Regions from separate parts of the Siniperca chuatsi genome. Here region 2 is linked to region 1. The links are chromatin contacts, called in public Hi-C maps. All regions are on one chromosome and are shown on one strand. Each heading gives the region's core, a stretch centred on a gene start, on an enhancer-like site or on the middle of the called end of the contact. The rest is flanking DNA. Distances are from core to core; before and after follow the strand shown.

Evidence for each region. Hi-C and Micro-C count contacts between places; a contact is called where the count stands out from the background.
Region 2: a contact with region 1 is called in a Hi-C map of liver, with 3 times the contacts expected there. The contact joins the promoter of xxylt1 here to the promoter of fam43a in region 1. A contact is called at or near these places in 3 of 3 Hi-C or Micro-C datasets (liver, skeletal muscle and an unstated tissue).

Annotation. Positions count from the first base shown.
Region 1 is chrLG6:14,280,085-14,284,547 of ASM2008510v1, reverse strand. It overlaps fam43a (protein FAM43A), which reads right to left and starts at 1,907. Exons shown (of 2, transcript XM_044201109.1): 1 at 1,829-1,907; 2 at 1-1,710. The coding sequence starts at 1,677. The coding sequence ends at 640. lsg1 (large subunit GTPase 1 homolog) reads left to right here and starts at 3,053. Exons shown (of 14, transcript XM_044201105.1): 1 at 3,053-3,304; 2 at 3,878-4,004. The coding sequence starts at 3,206.
Region 2 is chrLG6:14,426,667-14,430,848 of ASM2008510v1, reverse strand. It overlaps xxylt1 (xyloside xylosyltransferase 1), which reads left to right and starts at 2,241. Exons shown (of 5, transcript XM_044201116.1): 1 at 2,241-2,814; 2 at 3,480-4,120. The coding sequence starts at 3,584. It overlaps LOC122878377 (serine/arginine-rich splicing factor 11-like), which reads right to left and starts at 1,004. Exons shown (of 12, transcript XM_044201111.1): 1 at 642-1,004. The coding sequence starts at 763.

The DNA of each region.
Region 1 (4,463 bases), core at 658-3,157:
AAACATCTTACTTTACATCTTAATACATAAAGGTGTTTTTTCTTTTGCACAGCAAAGATATGGCATTTATGTTTCAGACAACATAAGCACAAACATTATGTACACGTAGTCAACATAATACTTGAATGAATTCTACAACAGTGCAAAATAAAATAAATGAAAAGCGCCCTGACAGGAAAAGTAAGGATGCCTGTTTAGACCCACTGAACCACTTAGAAAAAAAGCAAAACGTGCTTTAAAAACGGAATGTTTTTTGGATGCCATTTTCAAGAGAGAGAAAAGAACTTTAGGTAAACAAGTTTCAGACTACAACAAATCCTCTTAAATAAAAGAGATGGAATTAGTGCCATGCGTCCTAAGGCGCACTGGGATTTTGTCGGTTCAACCAGTCATCTCTCAAATGGGCATGCACTTGTTTTTCCTTTTTTTCTCTGTGTTTACACATCTTAAAATATCTTTCAGTAGCCCAATTGTGTGTCAATGTGCGGTAATTGTCCCAGATCTTTTCTGGATCCTCTCAATTATTCGTGGAGGCACATATTAGACAAAGACTCTGCAACACAAGGTTGCCCACAGAGGAAATGTTTCTTGTGTTCAACAAAACAATGCGTCAGAGGCGCCCAGAAATGCCTAAATTATTCAGGCAATTTCCTGCACCTTTACCTCCTCAAAGCCATTAATGAGCGCAGGGGGCTCCTGGTTGCTCTCTATGGAGGATTCGCTCCCCGTGCTCTCTCCAGAGAGAAGTCTGGTGACTCTGAGATCAGCTTTCAGTGTCTGCACATCGTTTCCTATGCTCATCTCTCCTAAATCATTAATAATCTGAGTCAACTCCTGTTTACCGTTGGCTACACAATCATCGTCCGTGTCTAGAATGTCCTCACACTCAAAGTGCATCGCTTTCTCCTCCTCCTCCTCCCCGACCAAGTCCTCTGTGATAGAGCCCAGCTTGGGCGCGCTCCGGCTGCGCTCCACCGGGGGTTTGTAGTAACACTGTCCGTTCAGCAGCTTCCTGAGGGGGACCAACGGGATGGTTTGTTCCCCTATGAGCTGCTGCTGCTGGTGCCTGGCATCGTCCCTCCGTTTTAGTCTTTTGAACTCAGCCAGGGCCGTGGCCGAGGTCTGGTACAGCAGCAGCGCCATTGCCTTTGCCTTCTCCGGCTTGGACACCAGCACTGCGTGGCAGCGCAGCATCACGGCCTTGTGCTTCATTTCGTGCCTGTAAATCCAGGCGAAAATCTTGGGTAGCCTCGGGTCCGCGACGCAGTAGGTTATCCGGTGCAGCAAGTACAAGTGTCCCGGCCTCCTGACCTTGTCGTCCACATGCACCATCCGGATGCCCTGCGAGCTGATGGTCAGTCTCATCTTGGTGCCGTTCTTGCCCATTTCGCTTTTGCCCCAGATCTTGCTCACCGCTACGTCCGTGCAGCCGTCCCCTTTGGACTGAATGGTGGTGGCATTCCCCAGGTAGAGCACCGTATATGTGGGGTCCTCGCTGGTGATCTTCACCTTTTTCCTCTTTGACTTGAACATGCTGCCCACCCTGTTGAGCGCGCTCTCGGGGCAGGACTTGGCGAAGGAGGTGAGCGCAGAGTAGTTGAGACTCACATAACCCTTCTGCTTGGACTGCTTGTCTTCCTCAATCAGGTCGAACTTATTCTTCTTCCAAGGCAGCATTTTATTGCTGTTTCCAGTCAACAGCAACAAAGTCTACTGAGAGAGGAAGGAAAAAAAAACTTTGTATTACTACTAAATCCTAGAAGTGTTTATTGCCCTGTTAGGTCATTTATAAGCTACTCTATGAGAACTGAACGCAAAGACACTGTACTTCATCTGTTCATCCTCTAAAGTGTGCTGGTCCATTGTGGTGTTCGCCGTCCTCTCTCAATGTGCACAATACAGTCTGCTGTGCAGAGACAAGCTTCACGGATTATATACAGGAAGAAACCATTTGAATGTGACTGTAGGGGGGACTGAACCAAATGAGAATAGACCTGTTGGTTTGTGTTGACTGTGTTCCTCGATATAATCTTTCACATTTGCCCGCTGTTTCCAAATGGCTGCAGAATAATTTTGTATACAGTTAATATTAATGATTTGAAAATAAATGAAATAAAAACGATTACAGGCACAAACATTGACAAATTAGCTGAATGCAACAGTTACACAATGATTTAGTAGCGTAACTTTATTACCATTCCTTGACCATTATAGTGATATTACAATAGATAAAAACATAAGAAATATATTTTTTTAAAATGAAAATATAAAATCACCACTGAGTGCAAAGTAACAAAGTCCGTATACATTTACAATTACCGTTATTTTAACGTCTTAAGCATAATTTAAGATAAGCAATGTCCCCTTTAATATATTTTCTAAAAATTCAACCTGACATTTGAAGTGTATCCTCCTTCTGAGATGAAACCAACACAATCACCATCAACAATCTTTTGTATCTCACTTAAACGCAATTTTAACAATAAAAACCATAAAGTGATGAGAATGAAAGGCATTGATTTTATGTCAAATTGAGAAATATAATATAAAGTAATATATAGTCAAATATTTACAATTTCAGTCAGTTCATCATTTTGGTATATGTGGAAGGTAGGAGAGTCATTTTGACACTGCTGTGTTATGCTGCCATCGTTTGGTTGATATCAGAAGTGCGTTTGTTGTGTTTGTGTGATGATGGAAACTGATTTACTTGTTACTTTGGGCAATACTAACTTTTGATTTGTGAATTTTAATGTACTTTACAACTATATTTATGAAGACTGTATTCATATTCATTTGACTGTAAAACTGACCCTAGGTAGGCATAAGGAACTAATATTGGCACTGTCCGATTTTCTTCAGGGCACATTTGATAGCTGGACAGACAATGGACCGTACCATAGCTACGTCACTATAGATGCTTACAATAAAGCAGATATTATGTTGAGTTTTTTAGGGATGGATTATTCAGATATGATATGTCAATTCGTAATTACTTAAATTAAATATATTAATTTCTAAGTAGTTGAAGTCTATTCTTCCGGACATGAGACTCGATTGGTTTGTCCCACTTCCGGTTCTTACGACGACAACAACGGAGTGCACATGGGGCACAGTAGCTAGTGATAGCTAACGTTTTTGCTCCTTTCCGATATATATATTATATTACCGTGTTTTATGTGAAGTGACAACATCAGAAGTTAGTATGGGTAAGAAGAAGGCAGGCGGAGGAGGAGGACTGGGCAGAGCTCTGATAAAGGAGAGACTCCAGGCAGGCCGAGGAAACAAGAGGGGCGACTCATGGGTAAGACATGGCAACAACTAGCTTATATTAAACCTGTTTAAACAAATCATAGAGGTCGCTGTTCATAATATGGTATTAAGTTCAACTTCACTGTTGGCCCTGTTTGAACTGTCACTCAACTTCTTCACTATACGTAGGGTTCGGCAGAGTTGTCAATAGTTCTGAAAGGATGGTATGTTGCTTACACCAAACTCCCTTAAGAAAATGTCATTTTGTCGCTGCTTTGCATATTGGGGGCGTTAAGTACATAATGTAATACATGATAGTAATAAATAGGTTCCTGTTGTAAATTCGGCATTGAGATTAATTATATATTAGCATTATTTTTACCGCACAATCTGCAGATTATTAGAGCTGGTTCATACTACTATCATTACCCACAGTATGTTTGCATGCTAAGACAATTATGGGAAAAGATACTACCATGAAAGCTATTTTGGCACAACTCAACAGAGTTAAAGTATGTGACACTCAGTGTGTATTGCAGATTTTTAAGTACTCACTATAACCCTAGACTAATGTGTGGGTTGTTATTAATGCAGGCCTTATTTGACCCTTGTTTCACATTTGCAGCTCCACACCAGTGAGCTGAATGATGGCTATGACTGGGGACGGCTGAACCTGCAGTCAGTGACAGAACAGAGTTCCATGGATGACTTTCTGGCCACTGCCGAATTGGCAGGAACAGAGTTTGTTGCAGGTAAGTAATACCTAATTTAACTCATATATGTAGTTCTTGGGTTGTATGTTGTACATGTATGTTGTGGCCAAAGATTGTCAATAATTTTTACTTGGCAAGCATGGCAAGGTGTACTCATAGCCTCAATACATGCCGTTCTCTTACATGGTTGTTGTATGTAAACAATGTATCAAAGCAAATTTTGGGTTGTACCTGTTGGTACTGTGTTGTATGCAGCTGCAGTGTCTATCTACTGGATTCCACTCTGTTTCGTATGTATAAGATTGACTTATTGCTCATGTCTTAATACTCTTATCATTGAGAACTGTTGGTTGTGCCTCACCCTCACTGTCTAGAGGATCATAGATACATTTTTGTGTTCTGGAGGAAGTTGGAATTTGGGCAGCAGCTTTGAGAGTGTTCGAATATATTTAGTCTTAATTGTTACTGTGTTATCCACTGCACGTCTGTCCTTTGATC
Region 2 (4,182 bases), core at 992-3,491, 150 kb before region 1:
TCGTGTAACAGTAATTTATCAAATGAAAAATTATGTGCTTAAGGTTACATAATTTTCAATTACTCAAACGTGAGGGTTTCCTGCTTTATTTGTGTTTTCTATCATTGTGAACTTAAATCTTTGGGGTTTTGACGGTTTGTCAGACAAAACAAGTAATTCAAAGACCTCACCTTGGAGCTTGTGATGGGCCAAACAATTCGTCAAAAATTATTGACAGATTAACAGACGATAAACAATCTTTAGTTGAAGACCTAGTATTTATTCTTTTTAACGGAGTCAATTAGCAGATTACCAAAGTTTAACCGATTAATGTTCTGTCAAACGATTAGTCGATTAACTGTTTCGGAAACTTGAATTACATCCCGGCGTCTATGAAAAAAGAGGGAATTTTAATCTGTGCTAAATCACTCACGTAAACACACGAGAAAAGGAAAAAATATCAATATATGTTGGTCATGCGGTAACGTTAGGGGGGACTGACTGCTGCTGCATTCACTTAAGGCGCGGGCAAACACTAGCATTCGCATGTTGTGCAGTGAGGCCTACTCGACCCTACAGGCCTCAAGAGGAGCCTAGCGTGAGCCGCGTAAGCTAGGTAAGACAACGTTTTACCTATTAGGTTAATAGTTCAGGATACTCACTCAGGTGGAAACAGTTTGAGCTCTTCTATGTTTCCGAGGAATCCAAACAGAGTCCTCATTTGTTCGGATGTTGTGCTCGGGGAGACATTTGTCACCTGAATGACGTGCGTGTTGGAATTCATGTTCGCGAGAGCTAATCAAGCTAGCTCGCTTTATGCTAGCAACGTGCCTGAATTTAAAACAAAAAAAGTCGAGCTAGGTATCGTTTACGAGGAAAACAACATCAGGCGAATGCAAAAGCTAGCATCTTTCCTGTAGATAAACGGTGTTTAACGTTTGCTGCGGACAAGCACACGACGGCCGCGAGCAGAGCGCAACAATGCCGCTGCCGAAAATGTCGTGAGGCAACGATGCTGCTTTCACGTGCAGTTTGTAAGCTCGTACTTATGAATTTTACCCCAGCAAACACGCATTGTCCCATTCAAGTGGAGAAGAGAAAAGAAGTAATGAGATCCTTTAGCGAAGTAAAAGTAGTAATATCCCCATTTACAAATACTCTTAGCATCATATCTTAGGAGAAGAATAACCAGTTTATTAATCCCCTTGGGGGAAATGACACTTTTTTTCACTCCATTGTTATTTACACACTCACAGACATGCAGTTGTTGGGGAGAGGTGTTAGAGTGATGGGGCTGCCACACAGTCAGGCACCCCCGAAAGATAATATTGTGTTTTATATGTAAAATCTATAACCTGACTGATATTGTTTTTTTTTAGGCTGATACTGATGTCAATATTTGTGAGTTTAAAACATCCAATAACGAAATGTCAGCAGATTATTTTTTTTTTTTGCATAAACACATAACATTAAAAACAATTTTGATACAAATCCCTTAGATTTTCTATGAATCGTGACTTTAGCCCCTTTCACGTTGGACAAAACCCCCCACTAACATCTGGCTTTTGTCTTCAGTGGGAAAGGGTACAATCAGCATTCATTCCCGGGTCAAATTACTTTGCAGTAGTCACGGCTATTTATCGGCTCCAGCTCCGATTGGCAGTGATAGAAACATGACACCCGGGTAGACACGCTAATTTTCGCCTGGATGGCGCATAAATAGCCAAGAATTATTTATTGTTTTTTACAGTCTATGGGAACAACGTTACTGCAATTTCTTGTTACTTAGCGGCAGACATATACACCAATACTGATATATTTTCAATAAGCTAGTATCGGCTGATATATCGGCCTGTTTATCGGTCTAGCTCTAGTAAAATACTATAACTATAGCTGTCAAATAAAGTATAATATTTGAGTAAATGTACTTAGTTGACTTCCACCTATGATACTGCATCATGTGCAGTATATGATCAATTGTTTATGTTATTGTTTTTTCTGTTTTTAACTATAACAGTTAGAAGAAACAACCTGAACAGCTATTTATTTTCAGACAATGTTTGGGATACAAAATGAAGTTTTTGGTAATTCTAAATACTGAGTAGAATCTATCAGACACGATTTAAAAGTGTGATTCAAACTGTAGAATCTTAAATGAACACAAACGGGGGGGGAAATATCGTTAATTAAAAATAAAGAAATTAATAAATGAACATTAAATTCCTTTACAGCCAAGTCTCATAATTTCTGAGTCTTTCATATGTCAAAATCACAACTGACATTTTGTCCAACTGTACCTGAAGGCAGCATGGCTCGGAATACGGCTGTACCCAAAGTGGGTGTGGTTAAGGTTGTGTCACAGTATTTTGTTGCTAGGCTGCTAGCTAGTGCTTTCTCCAAAAGGTCTTTTTTTGTGCCGTTTTTCCTTTCGAAATCACAAAGCCATGCAAACACCGTAATAGTTTAAAAACGACAGATGTATGGAAAAGATACATCGGTAATTTTAGACAATCAAACCGTGCTTGGCTTTGTGCTCGGGTTAAACAAACAGCGTTAGAGGGCAACTCAACGACCCACATCTAGGCGCTAAGTCGTTACTTGCTAACTTAGCATCCTCGTTGCCAGTTGGCATGTCAACAGGTTGCTGTAGTGTTTGTTACTGCAGATATTTTGATTGTATGGCTTCCCATGAACGTAAACGGTGTCGTTAAATGTCGGTGTAACGTTAGCTAATGTTGTATTGCTTCGAAAACGTGAGGATCCAGTAACTCAGGACGGTATAATCCCCGAACAAGCTGTCAGGATGGAACTGCAGAGATCAGCGACATGAGACAGGCAAGTAGATGCACTTCTGCCCTTTTTTCTGTTAAGGTGAATTATATTTTTTGCATGTGCATGGTAACAACAGGAGTTTAGCTTTGTAGGCGTCAGTGTGTACGGGGCAACACTGGCGCGAAATGTATGAAAACACTGCCCGCAGAGCTCTGGGAAACCAGTATTATGTATGATATATAGAGAGGCAAAAGTGTAATTGGCAATGCTTAAAAAACAATATGTAAAATATGACTAGAATAGAATAAAAAACAACAACCATAAAAGGAGCACCCCATTTCCATCTTTAAACTGCTTAGTTAAAAAAGCATGTATTGGGATAGTGTAATAGTAGGAAGAGAGAAGAAGCGGTGATTACCCACAGCTGAAATGATATCAATTAAATTGGCTGTTTTGTTTATACCTGAGTTGGCCAGTACAGGAAATTATTCAAAGTGAAGTTTGGATTGTAATAAAGCTGTGGATGTCAAACCGTTTGGTATGGGGAGCATTTAAAAAGGATGTTTTGAAGTTTTCTTTTCAGTTTAACAAAAAATACAAGGAATGTTTTCAACACTAAATCTTTTTTTGCTAAAATTCAGTGACTGAATAAATACTTGTAATTATTTTAAAGTCGGTGTATAGGTAACATGCCAGAAGGACTAAAATGAGCATTCTTTCTCTTACAGGAAAATGTTGGCAACTTATAAAAAATAACTATGAACTGGAAGGACACAAAATGGTGAATGTTTTCCCATGTACACCCCCATTCTCATGACACCAACAGGGAGATATGGGCATCCTAAGACTGGTAGCCAGAATCATGGGTAGGATCAGTACTTTCAGGTCCTATCAGTTTGTGCTTCTCCTGGCTGCTGCACTTGCTGTTGTAGCTTTTTACTACTTTGGCTCAGAGAGGCAGAACTTCTCCAGCACCACAAAGAGGATCAAGCACACCCAGGCCAGCCACAACACCAACAGAAACGATGCAGACCTAACTGTGGACACTGGGCTCTCACACCCAGCTGGGTCTGAGGAGCAAGGAGAGGAAGAGCGAGATGTAGGTGGAGAGAGCGAGGGATTCATGTCCAGGAAAAGGGACGGTGACGCTGCTGACCAACGCTACCACGCACTCATGATGTTCACCAAGGTGGACAAGAGCCGGAGCCTGCAGGACAAGTTCAGGGTGGCCATGTTGTCTATGGTTAAGCACGGAAACTTCCTGGAAGGAGAGGTGTTGGTTCTTCATTTTGTGAGCGACCAGGCCAGCAAAGAACTGGGAGAGAAGATGTTGCAGGAATTTCTCCTTGATGCAACGTTTAAGTATGAGGTAGGCAGTCTTAAAATGTGTTTGCACCACACCATAGCTCTGTTATCTATTGATTTCAAGAT